2 separate regions of the Macaca mulatta genome follow, and region 1 is linked to region 2. A link is a contact called in public Hi-C data. All regions are on one chromosome and are shown on one strand. The core of a region is the stretch at or near the end of the contact, and the rest is flanking DNA. Distances in the headings are between cores, read along the strand shown. Region 1 overlaps CFAP57 (cilia and flagella associated protein 57). Region 2 holds the start of SZT2 (SZT2 subunit of KICSTOR complex).

What was found. Hi-C and Micro-C count contacts between places; a contact is called where the count stands out from the background.
Region 1: a contact with region 2 is called in a Hi-C map of fetal cortical plate, with 2.6 times the contacts expected there. The contact joins the enhancer-like site here to the promoter of SZT2 in region 2. A contact is called at or near these places in 5 of 14 Hi-C or Micro-C datasets (CD4 T cells, cortical neurons, fetal cortex germinal zone and 2 more).

What each region holds. Positions count from the first base shown.
Region 1 is chr1:197,429,569-197,434,916 of T2T-MMU8v2.0, reverse strand. CFAP57 (cilia and flagella associated protein 57) reads left to right here. Exons shown (of 23, transcript XM_028834875.2): 18 at 1,473-1,563; 19 at 1,906-2,022; 20 at 3,689-3,823; 21 at 3,904-4,047. All of the region lies in intron 3 of LOC106998150 (a long non-coding RNA gene), which reads right to left. Among named protein-coding and RNA genes, the nearest start is that of TMEM125, 38 kb to the right of the region's middle. Within about 2 kb of position 2,141, at least 9 of the 40 cell types and tissues checked have an H3K27ac peak or open chromatin away from gene starts, as enhancers often do. A contact at or near this core is called in cortical neurons and fetal cortical plate, where this site is marked.
Region 2 is chr1:197,278,437-197,283,908 of T2T-MMU8v2.0, reverse strand. SZT2 (SZT2 subunit of KICSTOR complex) reads left to right here and starts at 2,916. Exons shown (of 71, transcript XM_077960174.1): 1 at 2,916-3,012. The coding sequence starts at 2,986. MED8 (mediator complex subunit 8) reads right to left here. Exons shown (of 9, transcript XM_077960591.1): 2 at 2,779-2,799; 3 at 1,328-1,446; 4 at 528-672; 5 at 1-23. The coding sequence starts at 2,784.

The DNA.
Region 1 (5,348 bases), core at 892-3,391, 150 kb before region 2:
GAGATGCGCCAGGCTGCCCATGTCTCTGGTCCTCTCTGTGCAGGCTGTTCTCTCTGCCTAGAATTCTTTCCCCCTTTGTCCTCTAATACTTTTTCTTCCTCCCAAATCCAGGGGACACATCCCATCTTTTTGGGCGCTGCCTGCTCACCTCCTCTGTGTATACACAGTGCTTTCTGCCTTGACTGCAGTGTTTATCCTACTCCACCTGAATTTCTGACTTACTACTTATCCCTGCAGACCTGAGGCCTCTTGAAGGCAGAAACTACCTCTTAATCAGCTTTAGATCCCTAAGTCTACAACAAGCTGGGCGGCCCTTTCTAATGGGCACATTCTTTAGCTGTGCAAATACCCACACTCAATGGGTGTCCCCTACAAGGTGGTTCTACATAACTCTGCCAATTCTGCCTTCTTATCTTATAATTCCTCTTCCAGAAGCAGGTTGTTTCAGGCTCTTCTCGTGCCCCTCACTATTGCTCTCCTTTGCCCACCACACTTGCCATTATTCGTTCATTCGTCAAATATTTGCATGCCACCTTTATGCCAGGCTTTGGGTCACAGGGCTATTCTGTCTATACAAAATGCTTCTAATAATGAGGAAAACGTTCTTCTAAAAGCTGCCCCTTTGTGTCTAGAACATGGATGTGGTTCATTAGGGCCTCCTGGTACCCCCCAGAAGGTTGCCAAGAGCCTTGAAATTTGATCAAAGGCCTGGGATAGACTAGAGAGGGAGGGACTACTCTACCCAGCCGTGAAAAAACCCAGTGAACTATCCCATTCTCCCAAAACAGTCAGCAAACCTCTCTTTTAACAGAAATACTAGTGTCCACCAGATTTAGTCCATAAGTCATTAGGAATTAGGTCAATGAAAGCTCACGCACGGCTAGTCTCATCCTAATTGGACACTCCAGTTGTCATTCCCATGACTTTTGTTAATATAAATGCAACAGTGAATTTTAAAAAAATCTTTCAGCCCAGGCACAGTGGCTCATGCCTGTAATCCCAGCAATTTGAGAAGCCGAGGTGGGCAGATCACTTGAGGTCAGGAGTTCAAGACCAGCCTGGGCAACATGGTAAAACCCTGTCTCTCCTAAAAATACAAAAAAAAAAAAAAAAAAAAAAAAAAAAAAAAAGCTGGTCATGGTGGCAGTTACCTGTAATCCCAGCTACTTGGGAGGCTGAGGCTAGAGAATTGCTTGAACCCGGAAGCGGAGGTTGCAGTGAGCCAAGATAGAGATCACACGACTGCACTCCAGCCTGGGCAACAGAGCAAGACTCCATCTAAAAAATATGTATTTCAGAAGCTCACTGGTGGTTTCTTATTTTTCCTGTGAAGACAGGACACTTCTCAGTTGTACTTTTTAAGACCTTTCAACAGAATGATGAGGCTGAGGCTCCTTCTCAGCTTCTCCTTTCCTGTTTTATGCCTTAGATGGGTGGTGCCCACGTGTTGGTCCCTGCAAACTTTCTGCTTTAAATGACCCGTGGCCCCAGAGGGTCGAGATTCGCTCATACAACTTCACAAAGCAGGCGAGGAAGGCGCCTCTCTGGGGAGCCCTGCCTCAGGTTAGAGTTGAGGTTCTAGTATTTGGGTGGCACCACTTTATAAAGAATTCAAGAAAATAAAACAATCAGCATGGTTGAAGGAAAGGGAAAGTGACTCAGAGGGAAAACGTCCCAGCCTGGCCGTGGAAACACGTGATGCTGGTTTAGCATATCAGTCCAGGGGCCGGGAGCTGTTAGGAAAGCAAGTAGAGAAAGGTTTTGATCCAGAGGACACAGAAGGGGATGAGAAAAGAAATGCCCGGGTATCAGGGGCGGCGTCCCCACTGAAAGACTACGATTCTCAAATACAGTTTTCATTATCTCACTTTCTTCTTCTTGACTCGTTTCCCTTGTTCTCTACAGATGGAAGCCGAACTGGAGAATTTCCATAAGCAGAACACTCAACTGGAGCTGAACATCACAGAATTGTGGCAGAAACTGAGAGCCACCGATCAGGAGATGCGCAGAGAGAGACAGAAGGTGTGAGGGTTTCAGAGTCTGGCAGTTCTTGGATTCAGGATCTGGCACCTATCTGCAATGGGCAGCTGGCTTCCAAGAGACAGAGCCAGCCCACTGCGAGGACATGTTTCCCATTTTAACTCACATTCTTTACTTGCTCCCAGCCCTGCCTGCTTTCAGGCCCATGTAGATTTACATCACTGAACTCATCTGACACTATAAAATCACTTTGGGTAAGTGATCAAGGAGGTGGCAAGTCAGCGTGGCAGGAATATTTGTAGCATTTGGCTTCTTTGGCGGAGGAAAGTACATGCTCAGAGAGGCAATTTTGTTGCCACTGGTTTAAGGCTTTGACAACCAAAAAATTGCAGAGGCCAGGGGAACTTCAAAGATCATCGATTCCCATTTCTCTGTGTTACAAATAAGAAAAATTAGGCCCCCAAAATTGGGAGATTAAGAAACTTCACCCAGCACCCACAGCTAGGTAGTACACACAGAGCTAGTAATGGAATCCAGGTTTTCTGGACATGGGCCTGGACACGGTTGTGCCCTCTTCCCTAGCACAGGCCACTCCTTAACATTTGTTGAATAAGATTGGAACTTTCCGTCCGGGCACAGTGGTTCATGCCTATAATCCTAGCACTTTGGGAGGCCGAGGTAGGCGGATCACAAGATCAAGAGTTCAAGACCAGCCTGGCCAACATAGTGAAACCCCGTCTCTACTGAAAATACAAAAATTAGCCAGGCATGGTGGCACGTGCCTGTAGTCCTAGCTAACTGGGAGACTGAGGCGGGAGAATTGCTTGAACCTGGGAGGCAGAGGTTGCAGTGAGCCAAGATTGCACTACTACACTCCAGCCTGGGTGACAGAGCGAGACTCCGTCTAAAAAAAAAAAAAAAAAAGATTGGAACTTTCCATTCTCTGCAGTAAGCATTAATTAACTCTGCACTAGGTAACACTAGCAGCTGCAGAGCCATAAATGTGAACTGATACAGATCCTGCTCTTTCCAAGCTGAAGACGATGATCAGGAATTTGTGGCATGTGCATAATAGTTACATTGAGAGGTGGAAAACGGTGGAACATGTAGAAAGGGCCATGGATGGCAGCAAGAGAAAGGAGAGACTCTCTCCAGGTCAGGGCTGGGGAAGACAGGGAAAAGCACGATGAAGAGGGGACGCTAGCCCAAGTGTGTAGATAAACCAACCTGACCCCTTACATCGGCGCTCCTGACTATCGGGAAGGGTAAGCACTGGATGAGCTAATACGGGGGACGTGGAAGCCCCGGCCAGGAATCTGCAGGAGAGAAATGATGCCATCTGTGTTGGCTCTAAAGGGATATGGGTAACCACATGAGCTTCCTTTCATCTTTTAAGGCCTGTGGTCCTGAAGGAAATCAGAGCCAATAAAGAAGCCCATCTGTGTGGCCTCTTAAGGATGAAGCCCCATATAGGCTGCTCAGGCCAGGTGCCCAGCCGAGGGCAGGTGCACAAGACTTTTTGTGCCTCCACCTGTTGGCTCTGTGCCCATCTAAGTCTCTGTGCCCAGTGTGGCCCCTGGTGGTCAGCTGTGAGTCCCAGATGAGGCGTCTCTTTTCCCTTGCTGTGCCATTAACCTCTGCCTGCAGCCCCCGCCCCTCCACCTGGAGAGCACCCTACAGTGCCAGAAGGAAATGTCTCTGATTGCAGGAGCGAGACTTGGAAGCGCTCGTCAAAAGGTTCAAAACAGACCTCCACAACTGCGTAGCCTATATTCAGGAGCCGCGGCTGCTGAAGGAGAAGATTCGAGGTCTCTTTGAGAAGTACGTGCAGCGAGCAGACATGGTAAGTTCAGCCTCCCCTCCTGCCAGCCCTGCCCTCCAGGGTCTCGTCTCCCTCACTGAGAACCTCCTGGGCCCCGTCAGGTGGAGATCGCAGGGCTGAACACAGACCTGCAGCAGGAGTACGCCCGGCAGCGGGAGCATCTGGAGAGGAACCTGGCCACTCTCAAGAAGAAGGTGGTCAAGGAGGGCGAGCTGCACCGCACAGACTACGTCCGCATCATGCAGGTACCTGCACACTCCCCTCGGCCCCTGGGGAGGCCAAGCCATCAAGGGTCCCTCTGAGACCACCTGTCTTCAGAGCAACCCAGGTGTCTGGGGGCCCAGTAGCTCCCCCTAAAGTCTTATTTGGGCTCCTCTCCTCTGAGCTCATCTTGGCTGTGACTGTGGCTGAGAGCTCACCTAGGAGGTTTTCTAGGCACTTCCATGCTGCACCCTGCCCCCCACCCCACCAGTGCCCACCTCCCTTCCCCAGGCACCCTGTTCTTCTTTTCTACCCCATCTTTATCCAGAGCACACCTATGTCCTGCCCCACTCCTCTCATCAGCCCCTGGGCCCTCTAGACCTTCATCCACATCATCTTAGCTCTCCTGAGCCTCTCCCTTCTCTCTTCTGTTCCCAACTCCCATTTCACCTGACTTTGTCTTGCTCCTTTTTATTCTGCTACCCATATCTCGTGGCCACGCCTCATCTGATTTTTCTGGTGCCTCAGGTCCCTACCCTTATCTCTTGTGTCCTGAGTTATCCACACCCTCCCAGAGCTGGCCTCACTCTGGTTTAATAAGCGCCTCACACCCACCTCCCCGGATCCTTCATAGGCTGTTCAGAGAGCCTGACCCCATTACTGCCGCCTCCACACAGGCACGTTATCAGGAATGCCAGTCGGGATTCTTCTGCCAGATTTCTGTTTGGGTATCAGTATCGTCTGAGGCAATTAATGTGAATTAGTATCAAAAGGGAACATCAGAATCACATTTATAAAGCACGTACCTTTTTATGTTCACATTTCTTTAATGCCATAATTAAAATACTGGAATGAGAACAGGTTGCAATTAGATTGAAACAAACCAGTTCCCAGCTTGGCCAGTTCATACACAGCTGGGCAGAGCACACTGTGATTCAGGCCAGATCCAGGCATGGCTGGTCTCATGCCATCTTACGACCAGTCCCCACTGAAAAGCAGCCCAGTCCATCTACCCATTGCCCTACTCCGTGGCCGTGAAAGCTGTCAGAGGCCCAGAGATAGAAGTGCCTCCAGTTGGTGGAGCCCTCAGACACCAGCAGCCGTACACTGAACCACTACCTGGGGCTCTGGAGTGCAGCAAGCAGGGAAGGGGAACCAGGGTGACAGCAGGAGGCATTGTCAGCTGCTGACATCACCCAGCACCCTCTGTGCCCTATCACCAGAGCACAGGCCTGAGGAACTGGGTCCCTCTCTCCATGCCAAGCAGCCAAAGCAAACATCGGTGTAGGAGAAGGAAGACCACAGGCTAGCCAGAGGGTGTGAGCATCAGCATGAGGCTGCTGGG
Region 2 (5,472 bases), core at 1,667-4,166:
GGCACCCGTCCTTCAGTCTGCCGCTGCAACACACAGATTTTATTGATCCTACTATGCACTCCAAGAAGATTCTATCTGGCCTGATATACAGTCCCATCCACAGGCAAACAGTGCATTTTCAAGGAAAATACAACCTAAGACATAATATCTAGTTTCCTAGGACACAATCTCCTTTACTCCAGCCTTCATTTTTTGTGTCTTCTCACATCCCTATCTCTACCAGACCTAGAGGCAAATTAAACTATCACTGTCTGCCACGTTTCAAAGACTGAAACAGACAAAGTCACCAAAGGGCAGACTTTGTGGCTTGAGACAGATGTTGGAGAAGGAAGGTACCAGCCTTGGTGACATACCCCTCAGGTTATTACAACACTATTTGGGAGTGGCTCTCCCACCTTCAGAAGAACAAAAAGCAAGGCCTCCAAAATTATTTCTAAGTTCTCAGCTAAGAACTTAATTTCCCTAAATAGTAAAGAAGCCTAAAAAACTCCTTAATTTCCCAAGTTGTATTCTTTTTCTGCTCTTACCATGAGATCTTCATCTCGGTCTGGAGACAACACCAGAGGGATGATGACCTGGTTACGGAACAGCGGTGTTTTTTCATGCTTCAAGACCTTGTTCAGAGTGTTCAACTGTCCAGAAAGCAAGGCAAAGCTGTCCAGGACAGATGGCCTGTTGGCAGTAAGCAGGTGTCAGAATGTTCCACCCCTTCCTTGGGTGGTTCTTAGTAAAATAGTCCTAGTTCCTTCAGGCTAGGAACACTCGGATTTATCCCCAAAAGTCTCATAGCCCTATGACTAGCCTAAGTGGGAAGAAACTAACAAGGATGACAGGGTTATGAAAGAGGGACATAGTTTCAGTTTATGAAACAGATGTAGAAAAAATCCAGTTCATTGTTTGAATGAGGTGAGGAACAGTGGCAAAATAGGACTATACTGTTATAACTAAAACTTCAGAAACCCGGTAAAATCCTTCTTTCCAGCCTGGAAATAGGATCCACACTTCAGAGTAGGTTGGATCTAAAGGACTCAGCCATATTTGTGGCAAGAGATCCAGCACAAATAGAGCTGTAATAGGAGGACCTCCTCACCAGAGAAGTCAAAGGGTAAGAATTGAAAGCTATAATGAACTTGGGTTAGGAAACCGAGCATTTCTCTACTTCCTTGCCATGGAAGCCACTTGCTAAATGTTACGAAACCCAGCTCTTTCCAAATCAAAAGATGTTTGTAAACTGATAAATGGTTACATCATTAGAAGTGTCCTATTCATCAGAAGGCTAGGCCCCCCCACCCATAAGCCCTCCCTAGCTTGCCCTGGCAACCCTTACCAGGTCAGCCGGCCATACTCGTTCTCCAACTTGCAAATGAAACTTCCCAGTGAGTTCTTCAGATCAGCCACTTGACTCAGCAGTGCATCTAATGATGCCTCAAGCTGCTTCTCCTCTCTCTGCACCAATAGGAACAGGTTGGTTACCCAGATAAACGAGTATGACACATAGAAAGGAGGGCTGAAAAGCCAAGGAGATGGTGTGCAAACACCAGTCAGGTAACAGGATCTCATTGGCATAGGATAACCAGGTTGTTTCCTATCTGTGGTATTTGGGTTATAGACAGCATCAACCCTGAGACCTTTCAACCGTTTGCCTGACCCAAGTACTTCCACCAACTGATTCCTTTTTCCCATCCGCTCCTAATCTATGCCTGGTTTTTCTCTGTATTAGGTACACCCTACACTCCCTCATTGAGACATTTTCGACAAACCTAATGCCAGATCATTATCTCATGTGCACCTCTGTAGCACATGCACTCCAGCTTCCTCCATCCTAGCATTTGTGAGCCTGGCTCTCTTGTCAGTCTCTGGGAAATCTGCCTACTCATGAAGACTTCTCTGAATACCAGCCCTGCTCTCCTCTTTCCCTCCCCCCACCAACCACTCCAGCTTTCCATCTGCTCTCATCATTTCATGTTTCAACCTTCTCCTCGCTGAATTAATATGCACCCATCTATCTCTGTGTCAATATTCCCGTGCCTCTTTCACAAGCTCGGTCAACCCAATAACATTTCTTGAGACTACCAGCTGCAGGAAACTAAGTGACAAATGAAAACCAAAACCGCACATGCTTCTAAGCACTGAACAAACAAATTAAAATGCCGGGGGTCTGCAAAGCATTTCCTTCCCATCGGTGGTATCCTGTTTTATTCCATTTCTTCACCCTTAACAACTATAGGGCACAGGCTGGGAAGAGTGATGCAAAACTGTCTTGCAAACCTGCTAAGGTGCCTGACAGGAACTTGATCCTGGGTTCCACCATGGCCTCACATTACAAGCTGCTTAGCTTTCGGACACCGCGGCCCACAATTCCCTCACTGCTTGGGCTTCTTTCCAATTAGATCCCCTGCTATATCGGCATCCAACAGCCTCCATCCAGCAGCTTAGGACAGGGCCTGAGCCAACCCACCACCTCCTGAGCCGTCTTCCTTGGACTGCATCTCGGCCTCCCCGTATTACAACCTAATCCTTTCCCACGCCAAGCAAGTCAGTGCTGCCTCCTCCCTCCGGATTTAGCCCGACCGCCTTCTGTCAGGCGAGCTCCACCCCCACCTCTCATCTGCGCCGCTCCCTCTCCAATTAACCTCGCCCCCCAACCCACGTTCCCTTATCAGCCGTGGGTTCTGCCCTCTCTTCTCAGTCCCAACTCTTCATTCTCCTTAGCCAGCCCACTCTGGCTCCCTGTAGCCGAAGCTGGCCAGCCGCTAGCACTCCCAACGCGGCTCTCACCTGCATTGCGGCGGCCGAGGCGACTGCAACGATTTCCACTTCCGGTTTCCTGTCAGCAAACGCCTCTGAGAAGGCTTCGTCCACCAATCAGAAAACTGGAACTCGGCCCTCCCACCCACTTCCTGTTCCTTCCGGGTGCCGAGGTAGCCAGGTCAGGGGTCAAGAGTGGAACACACAGGCCCGGGCCGGCGCGGGAGGGCTTGTGTGATGGCCTCGGAGCGCCCCGAGCCGGAGGTGAGGGGCGGGCGGACGCAGCACTGGGCCCTGAGATCCGAGGGGGAGGGTCCGGCGGGCAGGCGTGGCGTTGGCCTCCTCTGGGTCTGGGGGTGGCCGGGCTGCGTAGCCTCGGCAGGGACCAGCCCAGCCCGGAAGGCCCGACTATGGTACCCCTGCGGACTATGGGACGCGGTCTGCAGTTTCCTCGGGGAGCTAAAGGAGTAACTCTTTTTGCTTTGTTTTGTTTACTGACGTGTCATCCGCGTCGTCAACTCTTTGACCTAATGATAGTGGTATTAACAAAATTTGTATTTTGACTTTCTGTTGCAGTTTCAATGGGCAACACGGCAGTAGATTTAGTTTGCCGGGTTTTGTATTTCTTTAGGCATTGGAATGCTGTAAACAGCATGAATTCATTTAGTTCTAGGGCCCATGCTTTTAGAAAAGCAGCTTTAATTTCATGAAAAAAACATTTGAGTCGGACTGAGACCTCGCTCCAATATTGGCGCTGTCATGTAGCTAATCTGTGCAAGCTCAAGCGAGTCTTCCCCGATCCTGTTTCCTTCTTTATAAAATGGTCTTACAGTGTGTTGTAAGGATCACATGTAATAAACCAGAAAGGGGATATGAGATATTCATTAGATGCTAAGGAACATGCAAGGAACCTTATATACATTGTGTCATTCAGACTTCTGCAAGGAAGATGGCGTTCTCACAGAGGAGAAAACTGAAAAATGAGAAAGATTTAGTACCTTACTCAAATGCCACTCATCCAGGAAGTAGCAATTTGGAGTTAGAAGATCTGAGCTTAAAATCTCAGATTTGGATAAAACACCACCACTAGGAAAGGTGCCAGTATATTAGTAGGTGGAAAGGGTGAGAGATGTGTATAATGATACAAATAGTATTCATTACTGCATACATACTGCATGCTTGGCACCATTCTAAGCGCTTTACCAGTATCAATTCTGTCAGCCCTATGAAGTGGACACTGTTATCTCCTTTTTTTTGGTTTAGGAACTGAGGCACAGAGATATTAAGAGTAACAAAGTAGGCTGGGCGCAGTGGCTCACACCTGTAATCCCAACACTTTGGGAGGCCAAGGGGCGGATCACCTAAGGTCAGGAGTTCGAGACCAGCCTGACCAATATGGAGACAGCCTGTCTATACCAAAAATACAAAATTAGCTGGGCATGGTGGCGCAGGCCTGTAATCCCAGCTACTCAAGAGGCTGAGGCAGAAGAATCGCTTGAACCGGGAAGGTAGAGGTTGCGATGAGCTGAGATCAGGCCATTGTACTACAGCCTGGGCAACAAGAGTGAAACTCTGTCTCAAAAAAAAAAAAAAAAAAAAAAAAGTAACAAAGTTACACAGCTGTTAAATATTATAATCAGGACTCCAAAACAGATGGCCAGGCTCCAGTCCTTGTGTTCTTAACCATATTGTTCATAGTATAAATAATAAAGTAGCCACAGAATGGTAAATCTCCTGTTCACTGGGATTTGGTGTGATAAGACCCAATGTTGAATATGGTGGTGGGAAACCATGCCTTTTTTAAAATAGTCATGTTCACAGAGGTGGTAAAATAGCCCATGCATCAGAAATATCAGTCAAGATCAATCAGAAATATTAATACAAGAAAAACTATGAAACAGTTTAGAGGATGTTTCATTAGAAAGTGAAAGGACGTGGAGGGATGTTGTGGGGAAATACAACCTACCTTTTAGGCAGATAGTCTAGAACGACACCGTCCTGTAGAAATCTGAAGCAAGCCATGTGTGTAATATTAGGTTTTCTGATAACCACATAAAAAAATAAATGAAATAAATTTTAAAGATATATTTAACCCAAACTCCCAACATTTTCAAAATGTAATAAAATACAAAATATTGTGAGATATTTAACATTTTTTTGGTACCAAGTCTTTAAAATCTAGTGTTGTATTTTACACTTATAGCACATCCATTTTGGTCTAGCAACATTGTAGGTGCTCAGTAGCCCCATATGGTAGTCTTTACCATATAGAGCAGTACAGATCTAAAGTAATTTCAAGTCAAGACACACAATCCTGGGAGTCTCAGCCAAAAGGTAAGCTTTTTTTTTTTTTTTTTGAGATGAAGTCTTGCTCTGCTGCCCAAGCTGTAGTGCAGTGGCGCCATCTTGGCTCACTGCAAGCTCCGCCTCCCGGGTTCACATCATTCTCCTGCCTAAGCATCCCGAGTAGCTGGGACTACAGGCGCCCACCACCATGCCCGGCTAATTTTTTGTATTTTTGGTAGAGACGGGGTTTCACCGTGTTAGCCAGGATGGTCTCGATCTCCTGACCTCGTCATCCTCCCACCTTGGCCTCCCAAAGTGCTCGATTACAGGCGGGGTGGGCCCGGCCTAAGTTGAGCATTTTTTAAGTTCCTGATTTGCATTTCTGAAAATTTTATCACATGGTAAAGAGACTGAAGAGTTCTGCCCTATGATAAAGTG